2 separate regions of the Mus musculus genome follow, and region 2 is linked to region 1. A link is a contact called in public promoter capture Hi-C data. All regions are on one chromosome and are shown on one strand. The core of a region is the stretch at or near the end of the contact, and the rest is flanking DNA. Distances in the headings are between cores, read along the strand shown. Region 1 holds the start of Angptl6 (angiopoietin-like 6). Region 2 holds the start of Prkcsh (protein kinase C substrate 80K-H).

The links. Promoter capture Hi-C pulls out the DNA fragments that hold promoters and counts their contacts.
Region 2: a contact with region 1 is called in a promoter capture Hi-C map of liver, with 5 times the contacts expected there. The contact joins the promoter of Prkcsh here to the promoter of Angptl6 in region 1. A contact is called at or near these places in 3 of 39 promoter capture datasets (liver, neutrophils and pre-B cells), 1 of 484 Hi-C or Micro-C datasets (CD8 T cells) and 3 of 9 other capture datasets (adipose tissue, liver and macrophages).

Annotation. Positions count from the first base shown.
Region 1 is chr9:20,877,503-20,881,777 of GRCm38.p6, forward strand. Angptl6 (angiopoietin-like 6) reads right to left here and starts at 2,208. Exons shown (of 6, transcript NM_145154.2): 1 at 2,101-2,208; 2 at 547-1,101. The coding sequence starts at 1,092.
Region 2 is chr9:22,000,619-22,004,893 of GRCm38.p6, forward strand. Prkcsh (protein kinase C substrate 80K-H) reads left to right here and starts at 2,370. Exons shown (of 18, transcript NM_008925.2): 1 at 2,370-2,470; 2 at 2,781-2,919; 3 at 3,059-3,175; 4 at 3,880-3,975; 5 at 4,073-4,130. The coding sequence starts at 2,841. It overlaps Ccdc151 (coiled-coil domain containing 151), which reads right to left and starts at 2,016. Exons shown (of 13, transcript NM_029939.3): 1 at 1,628-2,016. The coding sequence starts at 1,856.

The sequences.
Region 1 (4,275 bases), core at 958-3,457:
CATGTAGTTACAAGAATATATTGTCTTAGGGACTGGAGAGCTGACTCAGCGGTTAAGAGCATTGCCTGTTCTTCCAGAAAACCCAGATTCAATTCCCAGCAAGGTGGCTCACAGTCATCTGTAACTCCAGTTCCAGATCATTTTTAGCCTGTATACACACTCTATACACACATGGTGCACAAACACATATCAGACATGCATCGGTCCACACACATTAAGATGAAAATAGATCCTTAAAAGGATATGCAAGCCTGGTGTGGTGGCGCACGCCTTTAATCTCAGCACTTGGGCGACAGAAGCAGGTGGATCTCTGAGTTCAAAGTCAGCCTAGTGTAAAGAGTGAGTCCCAGGACAGCAACGACTACACAGAGAAACCCTGTCTAGTAAAACTAAAAAAAAGAAAAAAAAAAGTCCTTGTGTATGATGAAAGTGCTTGTAAGCCTAGGAGCTGTGAATATTTTCGTGCAGCCAATGAAGCTCTCCCCAATCATTCACCCAGATGAGCAGTGGGTGGTGCCCCTGACACGGAGCGCGCGGCACAGCTACCTGCTGCTGTCCCCGTTCCGGGCCCGCGCACGCGCGTTGCAGGCGGCCGAGGAGGCTGCTATGCTGGCTCATGAGCTGCGCATGCTCACGGAGCTGTGCGTCCAGCTGCTGCAGGCGTGCCGTCGTCCGGCGCGCTTCGGCCTCAGCGTCCAGCGCGCGCTCGGCTAGCAAACCAAGTGCAGCAGCAGGCTCCGCCCCCAGGTCAGGCTCCGCCCTCGCCTCCTGCTGCAATTGCGCGCGCAGCTGGCCCAGGCGCGTGTTCAGGGTGAGACTGTGCTCGCGCAGTGCGCGCACCTCGTCCGCGAGCGCACCACCCTCCGCCGCACGCCTTTGCAGCGCGCGCAGCAGCTCCTCGTGGCGACCCAGGCGCATGCGCAGCGTGGCCAGTTCGCTGTCTTGGGTGGCTTCTGAGCTCCTGCAGACGGCGCTAGTTGCCTTCTGCGGGGACAAAACTAGGGTGACGCGGCAACGCGCGGCACCTCCGAGCGCCCTCCAAGCGCCCAGCAGAAGCAGCAGTTGCAGCTTGCGTAGCCTGGCGGTCCCCATGGCCGTCACCTGCAGTGAAGAGGAAAGAGACTACTGTTTTAGCCTAGACGGGTCCCAAAGCTCCAAGGTAGCCAAGGAGAGCTAAAGTATTGATCCCTGGGCGTCACTTCCTACGGTTGTACTCCACAACAGAGCTGGGCTGCAGCTCGCAGCGCAGATTGTCCGTTTACCACAGTTCATACAACAACCAGAATCATTTTACACCCCAAATCCCTCTCCATCCTCGGTTCCGGACACTTGGACCTGGTCACCTCTCCCCTCAGAACCTTCGGTGGCCCCCACTTAAAGAGAAAACTTCCATTTTGCGTGGGGGGCGGGGCGTGCAGGGGATGGAACATCCATCACTCATGCTGGGCCCCTCTTTTCTAATTTGAGACATGGTGTCACTAGTAGCCCAGTCTGTTACCGAACTAGGTTAGGATGCTACTGCCTGGGCCTCTTCATCCCTAGATGGCTTGTGTGTGCCACCATACCAGGTTAATATTCGTGACTCCCCACTCCTGCCCTGCAGAATTCACACCCAGGGCCCTATGCCACCACTCCCAGGCACTCGGGCACACACTTGGACCTGCTCAGAAGAAACCACAAGTGCAAAGGTCCTGGAATTGGATCTCATTTCAGATGTGCTGAAAAGAAGACATAGCAAAGAGGCCTGTGGGGTGGCATAGAAGGGAAGTGAGAGAGCCGTGGAAACTTCTGAGCTAGAGGCAAGGTACATCAACTACAGTGGCTGCTCATCAGGCGTCAGCTCCCAAGCACTGGGCAGTCTTGGGCACATGTGGCCGCCTTCGTTGGCAAGCTTGGAGTAAATGAGAGACCTGGGAGCCTCCCTGTGCCCCCCCACACACAACGTATACACACACACACACACATACACATACATACATACGCACATACATATACATGCACATACATAGACAACATACATACACACCCGTACACACACAATCAAGACCAGATGCACTCTACAAACAGCATCTACCTACATCCACTCCTACCCACTCTCACCTCTCACAGCCCAGACGCTGGCTCCAGTGAGGTTTGCGGCAATTCCACAAAATCTGAGGAAGGCCTGAAGGACCAGGACGAAGGACCGGGAGTCCTTCTGGGTGAGTATCTGGGTGCAGGAGACTGAAAAGACAGAAGCCGAGAGAAGACTTGGAAACCACCCATCCCCCAGAGCATGGATGGAGCCTGGGAGCACAGCAAGTGTAAATATTTAGTATTTCCAGTGTGAGAACCCTGGGCAGAATAGCCAGATCCCCTTGCCCAGGCCTCCGGAGCATGATAACAGAGGCCACTGCCCTACGAGTCTCTTCCTTTCTCTCAGGCTCACAGAGCATGGGAGGCCCTAGGCCCTGGTAGACTTGTGGGCTCCAGACTCAGACAACCATGACAATGATGATGTATCAGTGAGTACCCTGATGCCTGGCGCTGGGGACACCCTTAAAGGGGTAAAACTTTCTCATTTAACCCCAGCAGCCAGTAGAGGTGTGAGCCCCTGCCTAGAATCCCCCAGTGAGGGGCTGGGGGTGTAGCTCAGTAGTAGGACACTTACAAAGTCCTTGGTACCCAATATTGCCAGAAGAAACAAAACCTTAGGATGTGGTAGCACAGACTTAATCACAGTACCTGGGAGGCAGCAGCAGTTGGAGCTCTGTGAGTTCCAAGCCAGCCAGTGAGCCCCTGTCTTAAAAGGGAGTGGGAGTGGGTGTTAGATCGGAACTGATGAAGGCAACATGGAAATAAAAGCCAGCATCAGCTCAACAGAGCAGGCAGTCCTTTACTAGAGAAATGGAGATTGTACGAGGGGCAGGGGGCTTGGAATGTTAGAGGACACAAAAGGGAACATTGCGGAGGAAGATTTTATCTGAGGGTTGTTTTATGTTGACTTATTAGTCGTTAGTCTTCTCCTGGCTCCTGCCTGCAGATGCTCTCATTACTATGTTGGCTTTCTTGTCAGACAAGATGTTTCTGTCCATATGCTACCCAGCAAGTTTTGGAGCTGTCCGAGGCTCTTTGCTTTAGATCCTTGTCTTAGTCATGGTTCTTCTGCTGTGAAGAGACACCATGACCAACTTATACAAGAAAGCATTTAATTGGGGGCCTGGTTACAGTTTCAGAGGGTGAGTCTATAACCATTATGACAGGGAGCATGGCAGCAGACAGACAGATAGACAAACATGATCCTGGAGCAGTAGCTGAGAGCTTGCATGCTACACATAAGCAGGAAGCAGAGGAGTGACCTTTTTGTTTGGCTTCAGACCCTGGGACAGGGGACAGTGTGTGTGTGTGCACACACACACGCGAGCATGCACATGTTTTGCATACCAAAGCAGACCTGGCTTCTTTTTTTTTCTTTCTTTCTTTTTTGTTTCTTTGGTTTTTCAAGACAGGGTTTCTCTGTGTAGCCCTGGCTGTCCTGGAACTCACTTTGTAGACCAGGCTGGCCTCAAACTCAGAAATCCGCCTGCCTCTGCCTCCTGAGTGCTGGTATTAGAGGCGTGCGCCACCACTGCCCAGCTCAGACCTGGCTTCTAAGTTCTCCCAGCATCCCTCAGTCCCAACCTGGCACACCCTGCCCCCAATCCTGCAACCAGAATCTTCTGCGGCAAAGCTTTTATTGCTTACTTATCAGGAGGGAAGACCCCGAACCGGGGAAATGGCGCTGCTTGTATAGCCCACAGCGTGACGTTTCAGCACCTGATGTGGTGTGACAGCTCCTGATTCGTTGCTCGCCCATCACCCCATTACTACACTGCGAGATGGGCAGTGATAGGCGTGAGTTCACTCTTGCACTTGCGCATAAGGCTTGTTAACTAGTTAGGCGCAGTGGAAGCCAGTGCCATTTTATAATGGCGATTGCTCATGGCACGGCTCTCCACATCTCCCCCTTTTTATTTTATTAAAATTTGAGGCTGGTCTAGGCCTCTGCAGTCATGTCCATCTATTGTGGCTCCTGTCTTAGGTCATTCCTCCAGGAATGACAGGTTACCCTATGACAGGTCAGTCCTTTCCTGTCATAGGGTAACCCTATCGCCACGGGGTCCCGTGTCTTAGGTTGGTCTGTGCATGAGGAAAGTTGCCCGTCTCTGAATACCGCAGTACTGTGTGACAGTAACTGCTAAATGACCTAGGGCGAACTCTATAAAAGAGGCCAGCCAAAAAACGAATTAGTAAACC
Region 2 (4,275 bases), core at 1,120-3,619, 1.1 Mb after region 1:
CTTTCTTTTATTATGGGATAAAAATATCAATCTCTAGCATCCTATAAATCAGGTAGCATGCTTGATCATACCTTTTTCTCTTAGCATGAGAAAGGTAAAGGCAGGAGGATCAGAAATTCAAGGTCCCAGGAGACTAAACTCAGGTCATCAGGCTTGGTAGCAATGTCCTCATTTGATGAGACATCTTGCCGACCTACATTTCCTTGTTCTTTCCTCTCTTTCCTCTCTTTCTTTTTTTTCAGACAGAGTCTTACTCTGTAGCCCAGGTTAGCTTTTAACTCACTAGATACTCAATACTGTCCTCAAACGAATGCCAATCATCCAACCGTAGCCTCCCAAGTGTTCAATACAGACATGGGCCACCATGTCTAATTTACAGTATTTTTATTTTTTATGTATTTATTTATTTTCATTTTTTTTTTGAGACAGGGTTTCTCTTTGTAGCCCTAGCTGTCCTGGAACTCACTCTATAGACAAGGTTGGCCTTGAACTCAGAGATCTGCCTGCCTCTGCCTCCTGCATGCTGAGTACTGAGAAAAAAGACGTATGTCACCACTATCAGGTTTAAGATTTCTTCTTAATAATATGAGCAAAATCACAGTAGGCTTTTCCAAACTGTGGCATAAGCAATATTTGGTCTTGATAATTCTTTGCTGTGGGGGCTGTATTAGGCCTAATAACATGTAAAGCCTTCTCCTCGCCTATGCCTAATAAACTGGAGTAGTACCCTCCTGCATTCAGCAAAATGATAAAAAAGTCTGCAGACATTGCTAAATAGTCTCTGGGAAGGGCAGCATTATCTCCTCCCCCTCCAGGGAAGCCACTAGTTTTTACTTTCTACTACTTAACAATGCACTATATGAGCATTTTATGAATGTCAAGTACTACCTGTGCAGTTACTATGCCCATTTTACAGGTGGAAAAACTGAGTACAATTAGATGACTCTAAGTTCCCCAAGATCAAACAACTTTTATGCAGAGCAAGGATTCAGACCCCAGAGAAACAAACTCTCTTTGGGCTGAAGATATAACTCAGCAAAGTGCTTGAGTAGCATGAATAGAGCCCTGGGTTCCAGCCTCAGCACCGCATGATGCCCGCATGGTGGCACATGCCAATCACCCAAAAAGGTGGAGCTAGGTCTCCTTTGAGTTCAAGCTAGCCTGGGCCACATGAGGCTAACTCTCAAAAATAATTTAATAAATAAATAAAATTTGGGTGGGAGGGATAATGGCTCAGTGGTTAAGGACATTTGCTGCTCCTGCAGAGCGAGGAAGGTTGTTAGTCTCAAGCACCCACATTGGTCAGCTCATAAACACCTGTAACTCTAGCTCCAAGGGATCCAATGCCTTCTCCTGGCATCTGAGAGTACTGCACTCTGCCCACAGAAACGCAAAACAGAACAATAAATAAAGAAAAACAAACTCTAGAATCTGTGCTTTTCACTCACCCATATGCACATTAGAAGAGGTAATAGTACAAAGAAATGGGAAAGAAAGATAAGATTTGAGTGTTTGTTTCAAGTTGGTCACATAGACTCGTGCTGGAGAAACACATAGCGCCTACTCAGAAGACCTGGTGGGCACGGTTGATCCCGGATCCTTCGGTGCAGTCTGCAGCCATACTTACCTAACAGTTGGATTTTTCTTTGTAACTCAAGCACCTGTGCGTGCACAGAAGACTTCATTGCATGGAAGGAGGTTGCTGACTTGGGATGATGTGCAGGCCAGGCCTGTGCCCGGCCCATAGACTTGCTTCGGTGAACCTTACTGCCTTTGGCTTTGGAAGAGGGCGCTGGAGCTTGCTCCGGGCTAGTCACCGTGGTGGTCGCGGCTGCCCAGCACAGGGGGGACGTCATGGTGATCGGGTTAAGGTCGGGAAGCCTCTAAGGGGTAGGAGAATAACTACAAGTTGGCCTCTATAATCCAGGATCCTAAACGCTGGTTCCCTAGGCTCTGGGAATGCACTTCTGCTAACTGCCTGGCTGCGGGCCTCTTAGCATCTCCCGGTTGCTAAGTAACTTCCTCCCCCCGCCCACGTTCCCAAGGAAACCGCCCGCGTTACACTCCACTGCTCTTATTGGCTGACTCGGTTCGGAGGGGCGGTCCCACAAAGAGGCCCAGCGAAAGAGAGGCGCGAGCGTAGCGGTCACGTGACGCCTGCGTGTTCGCTGGCAGTGGCCAGTAACCCGCCACTCCCAAGATGGAGGCACGTTACGCCGCCATTAAGCGCTACACTTCCGATCTGTTCTAAGGTTAGGTCTTCATGTTCCTACTCAAGATGGCCGCCTCAGCGCCCGCACACGCACTCTTGCCACTCCTAACATGGCGTCCCGGAGTTGCCGTTCGCCAAGAGGGATGAGCAAAACGGAAGTGACGTATCCGGAGCGTTCCGTTCTCTTATTCTACTGCAGGAACCGTGGCTGCTGAGCTAACCTGGTGTGGTGGCTATTGACCTTTGCCTCTACCTCGCGTAGGTGATGAAGTAGCGATGGGAGGAAGGCACCCTAGTTTCTTATAGGTTGCAGCAGGGTGGGTGGTGTGGAGGGATCGTAAATCCTTTGAACCTTTGGCGGGAGTTGCCCATTTCACCTCTTTACCGAGAGACCTATGGTTTTGAGTTCACTTTGAGACTCTTCCACTGGCTCGGGGCGGAGAGACGCCCCTTGCCCTTGCACTTCCAACTCCGATTGTGCCCTCCTTTTCCGGAAGCAGTGGTGAGGCCGGTCTTGGGTAAGCTGCCTTCTCCCAATGATTAGATGCTTCTTCATTCTTTCCTACAGTGAGAGGCCATCGCGTATCTTCCTGCCGCATAACACACTTCCGGTCTCGGCCCGGACGGGATGCTGCTGCTGCTGCTACTACTACTACCCCTCTGTTGGGCTGTAGAAGTTAAGAGACCCCGGGGCGTTTCCCTCAGCAGTGAGTCTCTTCTTTGTGCATCGGGAGGGGCGTTTCAGCCTTTTTCCTCCGTTTCCCGTAGCATTTCAGCTGGTGAGTGAGTGGGACAGAGGTAATATTTATTTAAGATCTGAGCAGAGCTTCTTGTTTCCCTCACCAGACCATCACTTCTATGAAGAATCTAAACCTTTCACCTGTTTGGACGGCACAGCCACCATCCCATTCGATCAGGTGAACGACGACTACTGCGACTGTAAGGACGGTTCAGATGAGCCTGGTGAGCGTTTGCATTTGCCCATCGCCCATTAAATGAGCCTGCTAAGCGCAGATGCCCCAAAGAACTTGGATCTCACTCTCCTGTTGCTTCCTGCTCAGTGAGCAGAAGCAGGCACAGAAACAAGATCCCTGTTGGCTTGGATTAGCTGAGGGGCAGTGTTTGTAGGTGCCAGTCCTGGTTTCCATTCCCTATCAAAGGAACAAATGTCCAGGTGTATGACCAAGTCAGCAAATGTCATTGCAGGAACCATGAATGGCATTCAGGAGGAGGTGAGGTTTCGAGTCAGGAAGAGCCAACAGAAGACCCTCTCAGAAGTGGGAGGAGGAGGGAAACTGAATGGCCTTCTAGGGATTGATGAAGGCAAAGAGGAGTGGAGGGGAGTTGCCTGGCCTTTTTGAAGGGCCTCCGGAGAAGCTGGGGAATACTGGAGGATTGTGTTGCTGGCCCCTGAAGATACAGTTTCTTCTTGGTTGTGCTTTAGTTTATTTTTGTTCTGGAGACACAGTCTCTGGTGGCCCAGCCTGGCCTTGAGCACACAGTGTAGCTGAGAATGACCTGGACCACGGGTTATCCTGTGATCACCACCAGAGTGCTGGGATTACAGACGTGCACCACCACACCCGAGTTACACTTACTTTGCTGGAGCCCCCCACAAACAAATGTGGCGTGGGGAACACGCATCAAACTTTTTTTTTTTCCTGTAGGCACAGCTGCTTGTCCCAATGGCAGCTTTCACTGCACCAACACTGGGTACAAGCCCTTGTACATCCTCTCCAGCCGGGTCAATGATGGGGTATGTGGTAAGTGCAGTGCGGGTCCTCCCAGGATCTGGGGAAGGTCGGGCCAGCCAGGGGGAGACCTCACCCACTCTGCTCTTGGCCCTTACCTTTGCTTCAGACTGCTGTGATGGCACAGACGAGTACAACAGCGGCACGGTCTGCGAGAACACCTGCAGGTGGGTGGGGCCCCTACCTGGAAGTCAGGCTGCTTCCCTGTCCGCTTACTTTTTCACCTCGCCTTTGCCTTTTAAGATTGTCACTTACTGAGTGTGGCGGCACAGGTCTGCAGGCCCAGCACTAGGGAGGCAGGTTTACTTTTAT